3 separate regions of the Mus musculus genome follow, and all the other regions are linked to region 1. Evidence: chromatin contacts called from public capture Hi-C and targeted proximity ligation data. All regions are on one chromosome and are shown on one strand. The core of a region is the stretch at or near the end of the contact, and the rest is flanking DNA. Distances in the headings are between cores, read along the strand shown. Region 1 has its middle 66 kb from the start of Uhrf2. Region 2 has its middle 11 kb from the start of Gm36126. Region 3 overlaps Ric1 (RAB6A GEF complex partner 1).

Evidence for each region. Capture Hi-C pulls out chosen DNA fragments and counts their contacts.
Region 2: a contact with region 1 is called in a targeted proximity ligation map of embryonic stem cells, with 2.4 times the contacts expected there. A contact is called at or near these places in 3 of 130 datasets of targeted methods (bone marrow-derived macrophages, embryonic stem cells and pancreatic cancer cells).
Region 3: a contact with region 1 is called in a capture Hi-C map of embryonic stem cells, with 2.6 times the contacts expected there. A contact is called at or near these places in 1 of 484 Hi-C or Micro-C datasets (cumulus cells), 1 of 130 datasets of targeted methods (pancreatic cancer cells) and 1 of 9 other capture datasets (embryonic stem cells).

The regions. Positions count from the first base shown.
Region 1 is chr19:30,094,727-30,098,233 of GRCm38.p6, forward strand. No RefSeq gene overlaps it. Among named protein-coding and RNA genes, the nearest start is that of Uhrf2, 66 kb to the left of the region's middle.
Region 2 is chr19:29,671,061-29,674,751 of GRCm38.p6, forward strand. No RefSeq gene overlaps it. Among named protein-coding and RNA genes, the nearest start is that of Gm36126, 11 kb to the right of the region's middle.
Region 3 is chr19:29,592,531-29,596,014 of GRCm38.p6, forward strand. It overlaps Ric1 (RAB6A GEF complex partner 1), which reads left to right. Exons shown (of 26, transcript NM_001081319.1): 18 at 2,269-2,385; 19 at 2,741-3,469. Among named protein-coding and RNA genes, the nearest start is that of Ermp1, 54 kb to the right of the region's middle.

The DNA.
Region 1 (3,507 bases), core at 510-3,009:
CTTTGTTTAATGGTGCTGTCGATTGAACCCACGGTCTCAATTAATGTCAGATAAAGGCTGTGACGCTGAGCTACAGTCCCAGCCCAACAGCGAGCATTTTAGAAGCTCGTTTTAAACAAGGCATCTTCTTTGACTAGCGGAGTGAGTTGAAATAATGTTTTATGGATTTGTACAAATATTCCCACCAGGCAGTGGTGACTCATGCCTTTAATCCCAGCACTTGGGAGGCAGAGGCAGGCGGATTTCTGAGTACAAGGCCAGCCTGGTCTACAGAGTGAGTTCCAGGACAGCCAGGGCTACACAGAGAAATCCTGTCTTGAAAAAAAACAACAAAAAACAAACAAATATTCCCCTTAGGAACAGTGATGTTAAGGAAAGGGCTGGGTAACCAGTTTATGTATCAAAGCCCATCATAGCATCACATAAAACAGCTTTTAAGGAAATCTTTTGCCAGTGTTTAGCACTAGATCCTGCGTCCTGTCACATTTTCTGAGCAAACCTTTGGGTGATTTGAGAACAAAAATCTAATTCTTATATAGAGATTTCTCACCCTCCTTAAGAAGTGGGAGAGGTTCTGGGAGACAGGTTTCTGAAGGTCAAACTTGACAGCTGTGACAGCAGCTGTGACACTCTTGAATAGGGACTAAGGGTCCTCGGGAGGGACAGACAGAATTATGAAAAGGGATGAATTACATCTGCTTAGATGGGAAGGACTAGGTCGTCCCAGCAGTGACTGTATACCACAAAGGCCCAGAACCCAGTAGCTGCTGGATGCCTCTGCAGTCTCAGTCTTCTGTCCACAGTCTAGAGGATTCCTAGAGAACCCCTGGTCTCCAGTCCACATTGGAAGGCTGAGAGAAGCGCTGGAGGGCAGCAGCAGCCATCAGCACAGAGCAGAAGAGTCACAAGCAAGCACAGAGGTGGGTAGAGGAGAGCTGCGTGCTTTGCATGTGGGCAGCCGATGGGAGGGAGGTGTTGCCGTACTCCTTCCTGGAAATGCCCTTCATGACCTGCCAGGGACAGACAAGTCTCCTAGCCGACTTTCAGATTCAGTCAAGGTTAACCATTTTGAGGAATGATAGAGAAAGGGTGAGATGGAGCAGTCGGTTCAGTGAAGTTGAATGGAAATCACATAAACAGGTAAAAGACACACCAGGGAAGAAAAATCTAGCGTTCCAGAAAGTTCTCTAAAGGATGAGGAGAAAAAGACAAAAGGAACTACCCAGAAGAGTGGCATGATATGATCACTGACAATATAGTTTCTTGGTCAGGTACTGGATTAACTAACGTGTTCCTTTCTAGGTGTAAAAGCCACCTGAAATGAGCAGTTTGGAAACTGAAAGGTCACCCTTTTGGAGCTCTGCAGGGCACTGGGCCATTTAATGGGTCAAGGGTGTTCCCAAGGCATAAGGATTTCATTGCTTCTATTATGAACCAGAGTCCTTGTATCCAGTCAGATGAGCCTTCCTGGAAGGGCCTGGGGCAGGAGGAGAGAGGGACACAGAGCATAGGACACAGGCACAGGCCTTTCTTAAAGGCACTTCTACACAGCTTTGTACTTAATGCAGCTCCATTGTACAGCCAAGGATAGCTGGAGGACTACTTTATGGTATGTGTGTGGCCAGAATAAGCAAAACTGTTTTTAATTAGGGGCACATTCTACTTGAAGCCAGGGGCTATCTTCAAGGCTGGGTGGCTTTGCACATAAAAAGAGCTGTTCAGCGCAGACACTGCAAGCTCACATGCAGGCTGATGACTCAGGATCAGGCCCTTTTAGTCACGTGATGCTCTAATTGAACACAGCATAGGAAACCCTTACTCTCTGCTGGAAATCCAGTGATCATTGTTCTCAGGGTTCGTAGTCTGAGGCAGAGAAAACAAAACACCGAATAATTAACAAAACTTGGTTTTTAAAAGGAAGGAACAAACAGTGAGAAGATCGAAGATAAAAAGTCACCCACTGGGACTGGAGAGATGGCTCAGTGGTTAAGAGCACTGACAGTTCTTCCAAAGGTCCTGAGATCAAATCCCAGCAACCACATGATGGCTCACGACCATCTGTAATGCTATCTGACGCCCTCTTCTGGTGTGTCTGAAGACAGCTATATTGTATTTACATGTAATAATCTTCAAAAGAAAAAAAATTATCCATTTCTCAAGGATCCAAGGAAGACCATTATGAGGCACTGAAATCCAGAGAACAGGAGCCAAGCAAAGTGTTGGGATTGCGGGGTGAGGGGTAGTGCTCCAGGTAGAAAATCCCTACAAGCAAAACCCAGAGGTGGGAGAGGACCAACGTAGCAGGCGTTAAACATAAGAGGTGCAATAGTCCAAGACAAGCAGTTAGTTACCTACGTTACATCCTGAAGGCATATAGAGGTGGCCAGCTGGGAAAGCAGCCTTAGCAACCACTGCAAGCACTTTAGTGAAACAGAACACTGCTGTGGCTTCCATTTTTCTCACAATGGTGCTTCCAGAGAAAGGACCACTGTGTTCAGATGCTGGCCGATGTTTCCTGCTCTTCAGATTTGCTGTTGCCATGGTAGCCTGGTCTCCTGTTTGGCTGTTAGGCCCTGGAGCAAATTCCTACCAAACACGTTACCTCCAGAATCTCTGCATGTTTTGTGACAGGCACATAGTACCTAAGAAGTGCTCAATAGCTATTAACTATTAGTGGAGGAAATGAAAAGCAGGGGTCCCGTTGTTTCAGTACTATTGTTAGGTTGAAATCGGTCTAGGTGCTTTTTATGTGTAATTATGTATGTGGACTATAGTGGAGAATTTCACAAGAGCACACAAACCTGTTCCAGTAGCTAGCATGAAACTTAGTGAATGTATAATTGTTGGGGTGACCCACCTGCAGGGAAGCAGGTGAAAGCCTCCCTCACAGCAACTCTTAGGAACTGTCAGGTGAGAAGATGGCAAGTGATGGAGGTAACTTCCTTGTGGCTGGCAGGCTAGCTAGCTACCCACCACAAACTCATCCTTTTCCTGTTATGGTTAATAACCGTTTCATCCTGTAGCTAGAAGTGAAGGATTGCTTGGTCCTGGAAACCTGACTAAGGTGACAAGGGAATGAAGAAAGGAAGGACAGACAGAAATGCTAGGATCGGGTGGGCCGTGCTTGTTCTGATGAAGTGGCACCAACTACATAAAATCCTGGAATTCCAGCGACTTTGTTATTTATGTTCAGCATGAGAAGGAGTTAGGTTGTCTCAATAGGGGGACTGACTGTGTAGGGACATTCTCAGGTTACATTCATCCAGACGGAGGGAGCTATGATTGCTAGTTTCTATACACACTACCAACATCTGCACATGGATCAGGACTCGGCCCGGTTCCTCACCTTGACATGGGTAAGGCTTTGCCTGTTCCCTTGAGTCGGAGGCACTGGTCCTTGTCAGTAGCAGGTTTACTTAGGACAAGATCCACTTCTTCCATGTTCATTCAAGGATTCTGCCCCTCCCCTTGGCTTGTTATCTCTGGGCTTCAAAGAAACTGCTACTT
Region 2 (3,691 bases), core at 516-3,015, 420 kb before region 1:
AGAGAGAGAGAAAGAGAGAGAGAGAGAGAGAGAGAGAGAGAGAGAGAGAGAGAGAGAGAGAGAGAGAGAGAGAGAGAGAGAGAGATGGGGGTGCAGCCACCACGTGTGTTGAGGTCAGACAACAGGCCTAAAAAGTTAGCTCTCTCCAAATTCTCGTAGGTTCCTGGAATGGAAGTAAGGCTTGCTAAGACAAGCACCTTCACCTGTTTAGTAATCTCACCTGTCCATTTATTTTTTAACCTGGTACTGTGTGACTTATTAATCCATCTCAAACCCAGATTTTGAAATCAGAAAGCTAAGAAGGGCTTTGTAAGAGCAACAGACCCTGAGGCAGAGGTTTGTAATTCAGATGGAATTCCTCCTTCTTTCAGAGTGTAGGGAAAGATAGAATCTTGTGCCCTCTCCTGTTGGTTTAGTGGCCAAGGGCTCAAAATTAAATCAACAATAACTAGATGAAAAGGTATTTGCCTTATCAATTTTTAAATTTTTTTTTTTTTTTTAAAGAATTGCTTCATTTTATTGGATACATATATGGAAACATTACCAGTTTTTTTTTTGTTTTTTGTTTTTTTTTTTAAAGATTTATTTATTATTTTATGTAAGTACACTGTAGCTGTCTTCAGACACACCAGAAGAGGGAGTCAGATCTTGTTACGGATGGTTGTGAGCCACCATGTGGTTGCTGGGATTTGAACTCTGGACCTTCGGAAGAGCAGTCGGGTGCTCTTACCCACTGAGCCATCTCACCAGCCCAATTTTTAAATTTTTTTCATCAATTTTTTCTTTATCAATTTTTTTGCTTTATCAAATTTTTTTTGCTTTATCAAATTTTTTATCAATTTTTTTTGCTTTATCAGTTTTTTGACTAATGCTTTTACTCATGAAGGGCTTCACAGAGAAGTGAAAGTTCATACAAACATTTTCAACAGAAGGTGGAGAAGAAACTACACGAAGAAAAGGGTACTGGGGCCTAAAAAGGTGAGCCACTGTAGACAGTGAATATATGTGGGCAGGAAAGGAAGGCTTGTTTTACATTGTTCATTCAAACTAATCTTAAGGCCAGGGCTTGGGCGATTATCATGGCAGGAGAGATGGGGAAATGTTTATATCCTACTTTAGGAGAAGGGGAGAAGGCAGAGAGTGCTACCAGGGAAAGCAGAGAGTGCTCCCAGTGGTTGCTCTTTTTCTCAAGTGCTTCCATCTCAAAATCATCAGTGCTCCCAAGTAGCATGTCTGAGAGTGCCATGTCCTGATCCACTTATGTTGCTGTCATCCTATGTCTGAACCCAGAGACCTGACAGCTCAGCACCAAGCCGTGCTTGTGCTTACAGGCACTACTACGCTCTGCTGACAAAGAAGCAGACGCCCTCGGTCAAGTGCAAAAAATTCTGCACTCAACCTAGGATGTGTTCCTAACTGTGGCTCATCCTAGAGAAACAAAGGCCAGGCAGGAGGCGTTAAGGAGGCCCTGGTAAGGGCCCCGAGCGACTGCTAGGTGCCTACCCCTCTCCTGCACACCCTGTCAGCCAGGAAGTGGTCTTCAAGTTTGAGTGTAAGAACCACCTAGAAGATTTATGTGCACAGCTCCCACGGCTTTGTTTCCAGAAAGCAGATGTAGGGTGCCCAGATGTTGCGCCCACCTCACTGCCTCGATGCTATGGGAACCCTGAGAACCCAGGGAGGACTCCTTATATACACCCCAGCACAGGGAAAAGCTGTGTCCTCCTGGGATTGGTCAGTCTGCCGGCACCTTAATTTGCATGCACCCGATTGGGAGGGGTTGGCGCCAGATTCAGGCTAGCGCCTGCGCAGTGGTGTTGTTTACGGCGATGGTGTACCGGAGCGCCATCTTTTAGGCGCTGGCTGCCTACACCCAGATAGTTGCATTTCTAACGAGCCTCCAAGGTTTCTGTTGTGGGTCAGGGGGGGTCTACATTCAGTAGCACTGTCCCAAGGCTAGGACTGTCCTTCTGCTGGTTAGCTGAGAGGGGAACTTCTGTGGGTAATGTGTCACTGGAGACTGGTGGGAAGAGACGGCCTATGCTTATGTCTGTTAAGTATATGCTAGAAAGAAAATGGTTCATCTTTTCCACACACTGTGAGCATTAGCCAGGATTCTAGCTGGAAACAGATGGTGCCCTTAAAAGGGATAGGAAAGGCACTATTTACAAAGGTGTGGTCAGAGAGGATAGAGAAACCTCGGAACCCAAGGACCACGGGACTCTATCACGACCCTCTGCCTACAGAGACAAGGACCAAGGATGGGGGTTGGGTGGGGTGGGAGTGGGGCAGGGTGGGTCGTGGGGGAGGTGCAGACAAAACACTACCTAGCGTAAGCAAGGTTTCCTTGGGATTGCATCGAAGCATGACATGACAGATCGATAGGGGATGGACAGTCAGGCCGGCAGACAGACAGACAGATAAAGACAATAGCTATACTTCCAGGAAGCTGTGCCAGTAAAAGTATCTTTTAGGGGGCACAGGCTAAGCAAGCGTGTGTCAACGCGGGTGTCCCCAGCCTTCTGACATTGTGACGTGATACTGTCATCTCTGAAGTTTACACTAAGGAACAGTGAAACCGAGTTAATTTAAAAAAAAAAAAAAGTCACACAGGGGCTCGCTGGCTCACTACTTAAGGGGATAAGGAAATGCCCAGACTGACAACCTTGGTTTGATCCACAAACTCCCACGTGTTAGAAGGAGAGAAGTGACTCCTACAAGGCCCCCTCTGATTCCCATGTGTGCCATAGCACATACATGCCCTCCCCTTCCAAATAAATGCTTTTAAAAATTGCACAGCAAGGGGCTAGAGAGATGGCTCAGTGGTTAAGAGCACTGACTGTTCTTCCAGAGGTCCTGAGTTCAAATCCCAGCAACCACATGGTGGTTCACACCATCTGTAGTGAAATCTGATGCCCTCTTCTGGTGTGTCTGAAGTCAACTACAGTGTACCTTATAAATAAATAAATTTTTTTTTAATTGCAAAGCACATTTTTCAGTGTGTATTGGGCTTGTCTGTATAGATATCCTGGGACGTGTGTGCACCCGTTAGAAGTCTGACTGGGCATTAGATACAGTTAAGGCTTACTCAAAGGAGTTACAAAGTCATTGCAAGAACCCAGTTACCCAATACTGGGCCATTGTTCCTAAAGTAAAAGCAGGGTGAGGTGCTATGGGCCTCCAATTCCAGCATGGGAACTGACTAAAGTCTGTGAGGATGTCCTGGATGCAGAAGATTGTGGCGTGAAGGGCTCTGAGCAGGTGCCTGGAGCCCAGTCTAGGGCAAGCTGGGAAGGTGAGGGACCAAGCCAATGAATAAAGGCATTTACATTTCTGTGACTCTGAGAAGTGACAGGGGTCCGGTCACGTGGGAGCTGGCACTAGCAAGGACCCTCAGGACTTGCAGAGAAGAACTAGTCAGGATGTCCTAGAACTGTTGGCTTTCGAGCTCCTTCTCTAAGAAAGGCAGAGGCCCCTCTCATCCCTCCCGACCCTCGGTACAGGCTACACAGTGCTGGGAAACCTTCCAAGTGATCTTCCTGCGAGCCCACATCTGCCTGTATGCCACGGAGGCCCCCTCGTTCCTCTCGGGCACGTGGCGGTGGAGTTGTAAGGAAAGGCACCTCCGAAAGCTAAACGGGATAAAACTGCGAAAGAAGCTGAATGCTGAGGAGGGGCTCCATTCACGTTG
Region 3 (3,484 bases), core at 516-3,015, 500 kb before region 1:
GAGGCAGGTGGATTTCTGAGTTTGAGGCCAGTCTGGTCTACAGAATGAGTTCCAGGACAGCCAGGGCTACACAGAGAAACCCTGTCTCGAAACCCCCCCCCAAAAGAAAAACAAAAAAACACCATTGCAATAATTAACAATAAATAAGAACTGAGAGAAAAATTTTAAAAATTATTGCTTCATTAACATTGTAGTTTAAGGAAAATGCCTACATATTTTAGGATTGAATTAGATATCAGAGAATAGAGAGCAGAGTATCTTGCTTTGAAATACCTTGGCTTTGAAATAAAAGGGAAAATCTGTGTATGAGCTAGATAACAGTGGTGATCAGTAGCTTCATTAGTAAAGGGTGCAGCAATTTAAGAGGGCTTCACAACGAGGTATTACCTTAGTGAAGAACAGATTAGAAAGGTGAAATATAATAGGAGGGAAATAAATAGACAGAATTGAATCTCTTGGAGCTGGAGTTAGAAGCTATTCTGAACAGTCAGCAAGGGTCCTGAGAACAGAACTCACGTCCCCCGCAAGGTCAGTAAATACCCTTAACTGCTGAGGCACTGCTCCAGCAGCAGACCCCATTTTCCATACCTCACTTAGATCTTATACCATGAAGCCCTCTTTGGTTCAGACATGCCTTTTCTGTTCCGTCATCCCAGGTTGGCAGCAAGTTCTGTTTGTTTCTAAGTCAGACTAATCCCCCCTTACGATGAATGACATGACTTACCTGACAGCTGGCTGAAGGCAGTGTTTCTTAAACTCCCACTGTGTCCTTATTTAAGTGGAGGGAGTGGGTTTAACCGTGATAATTACAGACTCTTTAGCATTTGATTAAAATGTCCATAATAAAATACAGTAATTCGTCCTGACTAAGTGGGATTTTTTTAATGATTCTTTCATTTGAGAGGTATGCAAGGTGGTTTGTAGCTGCAGACCTCTGGGTCTGCGTGGAAAGGGTCTCTGGGTGCAGATGGGCAAGGAGTTGGCGAGTGACAGACAGACCAACACGCGAGATTGTGTAAAATCTGAATGTATTGTCACAAAGTGAACACCAGTCTTATATAGTACAGAAAATAAAGGGGGTAGGAAGTCACAGCAGGCAAAGTACATTGAAGTTGCCTGACACAAAACAAAGGAATGACTACAAAGGGACTTACAGGAACCAGGTAAAAGTTTACAGTAAGATAAAGCAGTCCTGCCTAGGGTCAGCTTAATGACAGGTAAGGAGCCCTGTGAAGGCTAGCACCAGGGGGTTCTGCTCTTAGCAGAATGCCCTCCTATTTCCTAGGCCTTGCTAAATTATTATATGAGTGTAACTTTTAAGTATCTGGAGAATCTTCATTTGTCAGAAGAATTCACCAACTTGCTTCTAATATGCAATGTAGCCTGTACTGAAGATTTCTATCTCAGTGGGATACCCTGGCTCTTTCATGCTAAACACTCTGCAGACCAGCTTTGAGCTGTTGGCTCTGTCTTTTGTAATGCTTAATTAGTTACTGAATAGGTAACTTCCTTCTGGCACATTGGAACACTGGTGGGGGCTTACATATGTCAGAATTCAATCTTAAAAGGCACTTATAATAAGATAATACTAAAAGAGAGCACGTGGATCCATACAGCAGACGAACTCAGAAATAGGGTATGAGTATACGGGTTAATGAGAACGCCAAAGCTCCAGGAGGTGAGTTTCCATGAAACTCTTTGCCTCCTGAGTGCTTCCAGGCTCCTCAGCCTGCCAAGCAGACTTCACTGGAGTGTGCGTGGCAGTTTGTATCCCGCTGCTGCCCAGCTAGGAGGTCATTCTCGCAGTTCCCAGTATAGCTCTTCTGTCCTAGCTACATGTGTCTGCTTACATTTCGTGCTTAGGTTAAAATATAATATTTTCCTACTACGTCTGACTTCCTGGTGTTTCATCCTTTTAACCCCTCTCTAGTGACAGCACCTAGATCACTGAGGTCATTTCCAGCGTGAGTGTGTGTGTGTGTGTGTGTGTGTGTGTGTGTGTGTGTGTGTGTGTGTGTGTGTGTTTGTGTGCGCGTGGAGTTCTCCTAGTTTTTTCAGGAGTTCTGCACTCATTGGTCACTAACCACATAATGTTATACTTTGTCTATCTTGTCCAGGAAACTTGTTTTCCCACAGAGCCTAGCAAAATGGCTGTGCATAGTGCAACCCCAGTAAATGCTGTTGGTTTGTTTAACCCATAAATTTTACTAGGTGGTGAGGAATGCCAAGATCACTATATGCCTAAAAATCAGTATTGATCAATTTCAGGCTCGTGATGCAGAGAGCATAATGCTGAACCTTGCGGGACAGCTCATCATGATGCAGAGGGACAGGTCAGGCCCGCAGATCCGGGAGAAGGACAGCCACCCTAACCAAAGGAAGCTTGTGAGTACAGCTAGACGGCACTTCCAGCCCGAGGAGGGACGGTGATGAGCTTAGGGTTTATGAGTAGAGCGGCTTAAGGGGAGAGTGGTGTGTTGTGACTTAGGCACCAAGAACATACATAAAGCTCATCTTACAAACCAGAGAAGTTGGTCATTGTAGGGGTTTTGGGTTTGTTTTTTTTTATAGATTTCAATACATATACTTTGAAAGATTACTATTATCTCTAATTCTAAATAAAGCCCCTTTAAAAAAAAAACACTTATTTTGAATGTCTACAAAGCTAGTACCTATGAACTTTAGAACCTCCATATTTAATAGGAAAACCAAACTTCAGCAATTCTTGTGTCTCCTTCAGCTGCCGTTCTGTCCTCCTGTTGTACTAGCCCAGTCGGTGGAAAATGTCTGGACTACCTGTCGAGCAAACAAACAAAAGCGTCACCTTCTGGAGGCCCTCTGGCTGAGCTGTGGTGGTGCGGGGATGAAGGTTTGGCTCCCTCTCTTCCCCAGGGATCATCGCAAGCCCCACTCCTTCCTGTCCCAGCGGATCATGCTGCCGTTTCATATCAACATTTACCCCCTGGCCGTTCTGTTTGAAGACGCGTTGGTCCTTGGTGCTGTCAACGACACTCTCCTCTATGATTCTCTGTATACCCGGAGCAGTGCCAGGGAGCAGCTGGAGGTGCTCTTTCCCTTCTGTGTTGTGGAGAGGACCTCTCAGATCTACCTCCACCATATCCTCCGCCAGCTCCTGGTCAGGAACCTGGGCGAGCAGGCGCTCCTCCTGGCTCAGTCCTGCGCTGCGTTACCTTACTTCCCTCACGTGTTGGAGCTGATGCTCCACGAGGTGCTGGAGGAAGAAGCTACCTCCCGGGAGCCCATTCCCGACCCGCTGCTGCCCACCGTGGCCAAGTTCATCACCGAGTTCCCCCTCTTCCTTCAGACAGTCGTGCACTGTGCCAGGAAGACTGAGTATGCTCTGTGGAATTACCTTTTTGCAGCTGTCGGAAACCCCAAGGATTTATTTGAGGAATGTTTGATGGCTCAGGATTTGGACACAGCTGCCTCTTACCTTATTATCTTACAGGTAACACGCGTCCTT